Linked DNA regions of Rattus norvegicus: region 2 is linked to region 1. Evidence: chromatin contacts called from public Hi-C data. All regions are on one chromosome and are shown on one strand. Each heading gives the region's core, a stretch centred on a gene start, on an enhancer-like site or on the middle of the called end of the contact. The rest is flanking DNA. Distances are from core to core; before and after follow the strand shown. Region 1 has its middle 17 kb from the start of Plekhg7. Region 2 has its middle 100 kb from the start of Plekhg7.

Evidence for each region. Hi-C and Micro-C count contacts between places; a contact is called where the count stands out from the background.
Region 2: a contact with region 1 is called in a Hi-C map of Schwann cells, with 9 times the contacts expected there. The contact joins two enhancer-like sites. A contact is called at or near these places in 10 of 12 Hi-C or Micro-C datasets (the A7r5 cell line, the Rat2 cell line, Schwann cells and 6 more).

The regions. Positions count from the first base shown.
Region 1 is chr7:32,707,580-32,711,577 of GRCr8, reverse strand. No RefSeq gene overlaps it. Among named protein-coding and RNA genes, the nearest start is that of Plekhg7, 17 kb to the right of the region's middle. Within about 2 kb of position 2,072, at least 5 of the 93 cell types and tissues checked have an H3K27ac peak or open chromatin away from gene starts, as enhancers often do.
Region 2 is chr7:32,793,481-32,797,395 of GRCr8, reverse strand. No RefSeq gene overlaps it. Among named protein-coding and RNA genes, the nearest start is that of Plekhg7, 100 kb to the right of the region's middle. Within about 2 kb of position 2,000, at least 15 of the 93 cell types and tissues checked have an H3K27ac peak or open chromatin away from gene starts, as enhancers often do.

The DNA of each region.
Region 1 (3,998 bases), core at 823-3,322:
AGGAATAAGTGTAGGTTTGAGAATCATCATCCCAAACTGTATTAAGCACAAACCACTAGGAGCTACTGCCTCAGCACCCCAGACTCGGCAGGTGACAGGAGTAGGGCACCGAGACCTGCCTTTCTAACAAGTCCCAATGTAACCCAGTCTGAAAGCCACCGTCTAGACACCGCAGGGATTTCTGTAATCATTCTCAGCTCTGTGCGGGAAGGACAGGAAGACAGCAGTAGGTTGCTTCGTTTTAGACATGGGCGTCACTCTACACAGGAAGAAACAGGAAACCAGCAGGTCAAAACTGTTGTCAAGGAATGCCGCCATTTGTTGAAACATCTCTTCAGGAACCCATCAAGACTAGAGACCTCTGACCTCAGGGACCTGCTAATGCCTCCTTCTTACTGTCTGTAACTGGCCTGTTGGTCACCAAGTATGCTATATAAGTATAAAGGAAATCACCTTCATCTCCGAGAGATCCAAGCACAGAGCTAGAGCCCTGAAAAGACCTGAGCATGTTTTTGTCGAGCTCCAAACCAGATCAGCTCTCTCTTCATTGTTCGTTCAGTAGTATCTAACATGATCTGGACTCTTGCTATCATAACGGGACACATTTGTTAAGAACAGTCAGTGTTTATTAAGGGCCTACTAGATCCTAGTCTTTTACATATTCTTCCAATAACCTGTAAAATAGAGAAGCTACTGTAATCGTCCCCATTTTTCAGATGAGAGAACTTGGGTTGAGGAACAGGCCTTGTGAGATGGGTCCAAACTCTTGACTTTGCAACATGACCTTCTCACCTACAAAGTTCATTCTTGAGAACTACATAATTTTTTTTTTAAAAAAAATACTCTCATGTTTTAAGTAAGTGCATAATTTTGTGCTAAGCCATATTAAGTTATCCCGGGATGATGCATGTGGCCCATGGGTGAGTTAGAGACAGCTGCAGGAGCCAAAGTCATAATAAAGCCAGAGACTAGCTGGCCGGGTTTCAAACAAAAGCATACAGGCTCCTTATGCTGGCCTAAGTGCAGACGACTCAGGCACCTGGGAAGAGGGATTTCACGAATCTCTAAAACACAACTGGCCCCGAAGACTCTTCCTAAAACAAGCAGTCAGGAGTGTGAATCTTGCCACTTGTCTTGAAAAGCATTTTTCTCCCTGGTTACCATCTACTCCAAAACGACTTCGAAAGATACAAATAAAAATATCTGTGTCCCATCAGCCTCGTGAATCTTGTTTTTTTGCATTCCTAGATTGGTAAGGATCTTTTTCTCTTGATCACTTGCTGGTTTCTCTCCTAGTGGCCAAGTCTTCCTCCCTCTTATAATATAGAAGGATCTCAGGCTTTTTTTTTCTTAGTTGGGAGGAAAGAAAGCAAAGTGCTGGAGAAACAGCTTCCATCACACAGCACCTAAAGATACATCATAAATTTGTAACAAAGTATCTCACAGACTGTAAAATAGGCATTGGCTAAGTCTTCTCATGCTTAAGGAAGTGTGTCGGGGATATTGGGTACTGTGGTTAGTGTCAAGTATCCACAGAGTTCTTGGAGTTTCTGGGCTCTTCTGAAGCCAAGGCTGACCCTCTTTCTTTCCCCTAATTTGTTTTTCTTTCCCTCCTTTTGTTCTTTCAGACAATCCCCCCACCTCGTGCAGAAAGTCAAAAGAGGGAGGAGCTTGTGAGAATCAGATACAAAATATTTTTGAAATAGTCGGCCTCGCATTTCCTGGGTTTGGGGAGGTCTTGATGTTATGGGGAGGCTCTCAGATGTTATGGATCACCACCCTGCCATTGGGGTCTCTGGAATCTTTACTCCTGGGAGTACCTGGCTTGTGGAGCATGCATCCTGTGTGTCTGTGCCCAGGAAGTGTAAAATGCTAAGGTCAGTCTAATTAAAGCCAGTCTGCCCATCCATGTCTGTTTGTGAGACTTGAGTCTGGCCTGCCTAGTGTAGTGGAAACAAGTGGGTTTTTTGGGTTTTGGTTTTGGGTTTTTTTTTTTTTTTTTTTTTCCTTCCTCATGTTTGAACTCTGTGAGGTTACACTGCCACCGTGTGGCTCCTCTAGTGTGAACTTCGAGAGAATGAAGCTGAGAGATCACACACACCCTAAGGGGGCTTGGCGGGCAGGGACAGAAAGAGAAACACAGTTTTTTGAAAAGATGCCTTGGTATGTCAGGGAAAACAGAAGTCACATTGGTCAAAAGATAATCTACATTCATGAGCTCAACACGGAGCCAAACAGACGCTCGTTGAAACTTACCAAACGGATTGTTTTTCCAGCCTCAGTTGCCTTGTCTGTGTAACGGAAACCATAGTAGTTCCTCTAGGCTGCTGCTAGCATCAAAAGGCAGTGCACACAAAGTGCTCCCTGCCTGCCGTGTCTGGTTATTATTATGGAGCAAAGAAAGGAGCCACACAGCCGTATGCCAAGCCCCCATCCCTTGCAAGGACTCTTGCCATTTTGACCTTGTCTATACCTTAGTTTGAGACTTAACCATTTCACCTTTCCCTGCCCTTGACGAGTGAGCTTCGGATCAGTCAACCTGTGTGTTTCAAATCGTGTCTCCATTGTCTTGAAGCTTTATGGCCGTGGGATATTTAAACCTTCTGAGCTGGAAAGCTGTGTGGTGATGCAGGCCCATAATTCCAGCATCTGGGGCACGGAAGCAAGAGGGTAATGTTCAAGGGTGTTCTCTGCCCGGTAGTCTGTTAGACGCCAGCATGGGCTCACGAGACCCTGCTGGGAGAAAATAAAAATAGGTAACAACAAAATCCTAAGATGTGGTTTCCTTGTCTGTAAAATGGGATTGCGAACCCCCCCCCACCCCACCCTTGTCTCCTGGTTACAGAGGGATGCGGAGCTCACAGACTCGCGCTAACATACCCGAAGCTTCAGAGGCAGTGTCTCCAATGGTCATCAGTCTTCAGCAGTCACTGTTACAGTCATGACTACACTACAGGGCAGGGCAGTCCCCCAGTGCTCACCTTGTCCTTCTTCCAAGTAACACAAGCTTTAAGCTCACCTTAACATCAAAGACCTACCGGGTAAGTAGGCAGACAGGATGCAACTCTGTAGTCTGATTACCTACACAACTCACAAGTTGAGTTTCTGTGATTTTATAGTAAGTTGATCTTCTCGAGTCTAAAAATGCAGCTATCAACAATTCACGCCTCAGTGTTTCTAATATGAAAGTGTATTTATAGTCAAGGTTAATACTGCCGAGTGGTGGCGATGCACATCTTTAATACCAGTGTTCAGGAGGCAGAGGCAGATGGATCTCTGAGTTGGAGGCCAGCCTGGTCTACATAGAGAGTTCCAGGACAGCCAGGGTTACACAGAGAAACCCTGTATTGAAAAACAAACAGAAAACAAGACAAAACAATTAATATTCCTATATTGTTATTTTATTTTGTGTCTTCATTTTCCGAGACCCAAAAATCCAGTCCTTTCAAATCAAGCAAAATCTTAGAACTAATGAACAGATTTATATTCAATGAAGAAAAAACTCAATACTAGTGATCACCACAAACTCTCAAGTCTAGATTTACTGTGACATCTGAGTGGTCCTAACCTGAGTAACGCATACTCAGAACCACAGTGATCTTAGCTCTAAGCTTTAACATCTCCAGCTATTCAGGGAGGGATCCCCAAAATGTTTCAAAAGCCTTCTTTGGGGGACCGTAAGCTTCATCCATCTCTGATCCCCACCTCTACACTTAAGTGATAGCCTCATAACTACCTTCCAGGACTGACACAATCTGCTGCACTTTCCCCAGGCTACAGGCAGCCCTGTGACCAGAGGGACCACGGGCATTCCCCACAACTTCCCCCTTTCCCTGCCTCTCTCCTTAAATATCCCTCTTCTCAGCAAATTTCCTCATTCCTGCTTCCTCTAAAGTATAAAAATCTCAGAGCCCCTGAGAGCATTTAGAGCATTGGAGTCCTGGTTAGGTTTAGCAACTATAAGCTATAAAAATACATATGCAAATACATGTATAATA
Region 2 (3,915 bases), core at 751-3,250, 86 kb before region 1:
GTGGCAGAGGTAACCAATGAAGCTGTGACAGAGAGATGCTGAGCAGAGGGACGGAGTGCCTAAGGTGCCGGACGTTCCTAAAGGACAATTCACAGTCTTAGACAAGTCTGTCTTGCTTTGCTATACCAAACCTCCTTGGGTCGTGGAATGATAAAAGATCTGTTTAGCTTACAGTTTTTCAGGCCAACGACTCAACCCTGAGTAAACCTGGAGTGTTCGGCTCTTGGTGAAAGTCCCCTATGTGCGCTACCTTGCAGCAGATGGTGTTGTGGGGGAGCCTGAGCAAGGGAAGAGAAAACACATGGCAGAGGCAGGAAGCCAGATCATGAGAAAGGTGAGTGTTATGTTTTATAACAACCCACTCTAAGAGGAAGTAAGCGGGTTCCCATACATATGGCTTTGATCCCTTTCATGTGAACTAATTACCTTGCTCTAATTACCCCACCTTCGCTTAAAGGTGCCCATCTCCAGCATTACCACACTGGTGACCGAGGTTTAGCACACAACCCTGGGCAACATACTCATGCTTCAATCAAACTATAGCTAACACCTAAAGGTAGTAGCTTAGAGACCAGCAAGACAAGCTGACTATTTCAGAGATGGAGTGGGTAAGTAAAAAACAGGTTCCAGAATTAAAAAGTTACACCTGAGCAGAGAGAGACACTGAGGCCAGAGAAGGGAGGAATGGAACAGTCGCTGTCTGCCTAATCGTGACTTTCATTGTTAGAGTGCGTGGTTCTCATCTATACTTCGATTAATTTTTTTTAATAATTGCTATAAAAATACAAAAGTACCTCAATTCCACTACAAAATATATTTAAATTTTTTCTTTCTTTTTTTTTTTTTTTCTTTTTTTCCGGAGCTGGGGACCGAACCCAGGTCCTTGCGCTTGCTAGGCAAGTGCTCTACCACTGAGCTAAATCCCCAGCCCCCACTACAAAATATATAATTCAATATTATAAACGATGTATATGCAACTCTCAAGAAAATATTCCACAATGGATTGAAAGCTGAACGTGACTTGCTTTATTTTCGTGAACAGCCACTGACTAATTCCAAAATGCTCAAACCCAGTGAGAGGAAAAGTGTCTTTCCACCCTTCCATCCCAAGACATCTAAGCTCATCGATTACAGGGTGCAGGGAATGCCTGATTGCTTTATGATGTCATCAGCTGCTACAGAAATTATTCATGACGCCCCTGCAGCGAGCTGAGCTACTCTGGTGCGGATACCTCCAGAATCCGACACCCTAACGAAGCACTTGTGATATTTAGATGCCGAGTGACTCCACACCAGTGCCTTCGCTCACGTTCAAAACATATATATTTTCCACCGGGAACTACAAGTGTATTTGCAACGAACATTTCTCCAAGCAACAAAGGAAATGTTCTGCAAAATGATGCTGAAACACTACCACCCAGGCTGGCCTTCTCACCAGCATCTTGCTGGTCAAATAGCTGGCCTGCCTGTGACTCAGAGACTGTTCACACTGGAAAGACAAAGCCGAGACTTCTGCTTAAACGCGCAAACAGTGCCCTCTGCTGGCAGAGATGGGATGTTAATTGCAGAAGAACTTAAGTCACAACAGGGAAAGGAGGAGGCGGGGGAGGGGAAGAGGAAGTGGGGGGAGGGGAGAGGAGGGAAAGGGGGTGGATGGAGAAGGAAATGAGACAAACAGGAGAGAGAGAGAGAGAGAGAGAGAGAGAGAGAGAGAGAGAGAGAGAGAGAGAGAGAGAGGGGAGAGAGAGAGAGAGAGAGAGAGAGAGAGAGAGAGAGAGAGAGAGAGAAAAGAACAGTGGGTTTTAGTCCTTTTTAAGGAAAGAAATGTTTGAAGCATACCACATACAAGACTCCAATATACTTCCTTAAATCCTAAAGTAACACTTGGCCCTGCCAGAAGCCCGCGCTAAGGAATGGTTTTACAGTGGCCATTCTTTGCCTGACTAAGTTATTCATTCAGCACAAGCCTCCCCTGGGGGTGTCCCAGTGCTCTGAATATGTGACAGACTCACTCAGAAGATATGAACTGTACCAAACAAAAATGTTACCTTAGGTCACAGACCAGGGCTCGTACAGGATCCCAGAAAGTCCCAGGCTGTTCGACATGTTTGTAAATGCTTGGGAAAATCTCAATGTTGTTTTGTTCTTCTTCTTCTTCTTCTTTTTTTTTTTTTCTGTTTCTGCTTTGACATAAGTGGTTGTTTGAAGGCAGCAAAATATATGCTATAGATACCCACATATTTTATAAATATACATATATATAATATGAAAGTCAGTATTTCTAATAACTTTCATTAAAAAGCAGCTTCCCACACCACTACAGTACTGGGATGAACAATGTAAAAATGTTCTCTTGTCACTAGGCCTTTGCACTGGTGAATACTGTGCCCATATTTAAATATGTTACAAAGCCAGCTTCTTAAACTGAAATGACCCCCACTACAGGGTCACTTAACTGAAGGTGACCGCTCCAAAGAGAGTGACAATAGCAGAAAACTCCTGAATGTGCGATGACCAAAGATAAACTCAACCTAAATTGTGTAACAGTTCCAAAGTGCTTCGGTCTAGGCTCACCTGTGTTACCCTGCACAGCTGTGTGGCCCCAGCTTGAGACACGCCTGTGCCCTGTATATGCCATCACTCCTCCCATCCACTATCCAGAGACATCATGCTCAGACACATGGCAGGCTACGGACTACGCAGTGTGTTTACTTTACACACAGTAGCTTTGTGCTCTTCTAGAAGTGTAGCAGCTTAATTATAGAAAACGGAGATGTTCCATCAACTTGCCTCAACCAGGAAGTGTCTCATGAGGATCATGTTGTGTTCGAACATTTGATTGTGAGGATTGCTATCCAAGTTAGCAGTGAGCGCCTAAACAATACTGATAAATTAGTTACTTTTAGCTTGTGTCTCAGACAGGACTTCCAACAAGCTTGACAACGGGTCTTACATACACTTCTCTGTTTCAGATTGTATATTGACGGAACATGGCCTTCTCAGCATTGGTAACTATAAAACTCAAAAGTATCAATCAGTTCTTTAAAACATGGAGCCTCCATGTCCTGGCATATTAACTATTCAGGCGAGGAACAACTCTTGTCATATTTACTAGTATAACTCTACAACTTCCTCTGCTGCTGACTTCATTGTCATTGTCCTGTGTCCCCGTGCGCCCATATGTTTGCTACACTTTCCATAAAGCACATCCAAAACCAAAACGTGTATCTATCCCTTTATCTAAAGACTCTCTTTTACTGTGAAGGCAGTGCCCATATCACAGAATAAAAAGTCTTGGTGACTGATTCTCGAATGCGAGTAACAACTTTAACTCTACTTGGGTGTAACCAGACATCCTTAGTGGCTATCAGGTATGCCAGGAGATTTGAGCTTCGGGAAGAAAGTTACAGGTTGCGTCCCTCATAGCTCATCAGGGTCATCCATGTTGGCAAAGTCACTGGCCTTCTCAGAGTTTGCCTCCCTACTTAAAAAAATAAGGCCTCAAGGATCTATACTGAGGACTAAAGATGATACGACTTAATCCTTACACAAGAGTGATGTGTCATAGGTGTTCAGTAAGCATTTGTTGACATCCTGACCTACAAAAGCACTCGAGTCACTGTGACTTGTTAACCTCCCCTCCATCTTCGCCTTTGTGACTTGGCAGATCTGACCCCACAGAGTCCACTCTGGTGCTTGGATCTCAGACGACCTTCTCCCACCAACCTCAGTGACAACTGGACACAATGTCTGCACTCTGTCTAGGAGAGAGATCAGGCCTAGAAGGGTTATACAACCCGATGTTTTAATCATGGCATTTGATTTTAGGTCAGAAAGATTTATTCCTGACTGATACCTTCCCGATCAGGTAACTGACCTTAATAAACCCCCCAGAGAAAGCTTATCTCTAGCCCC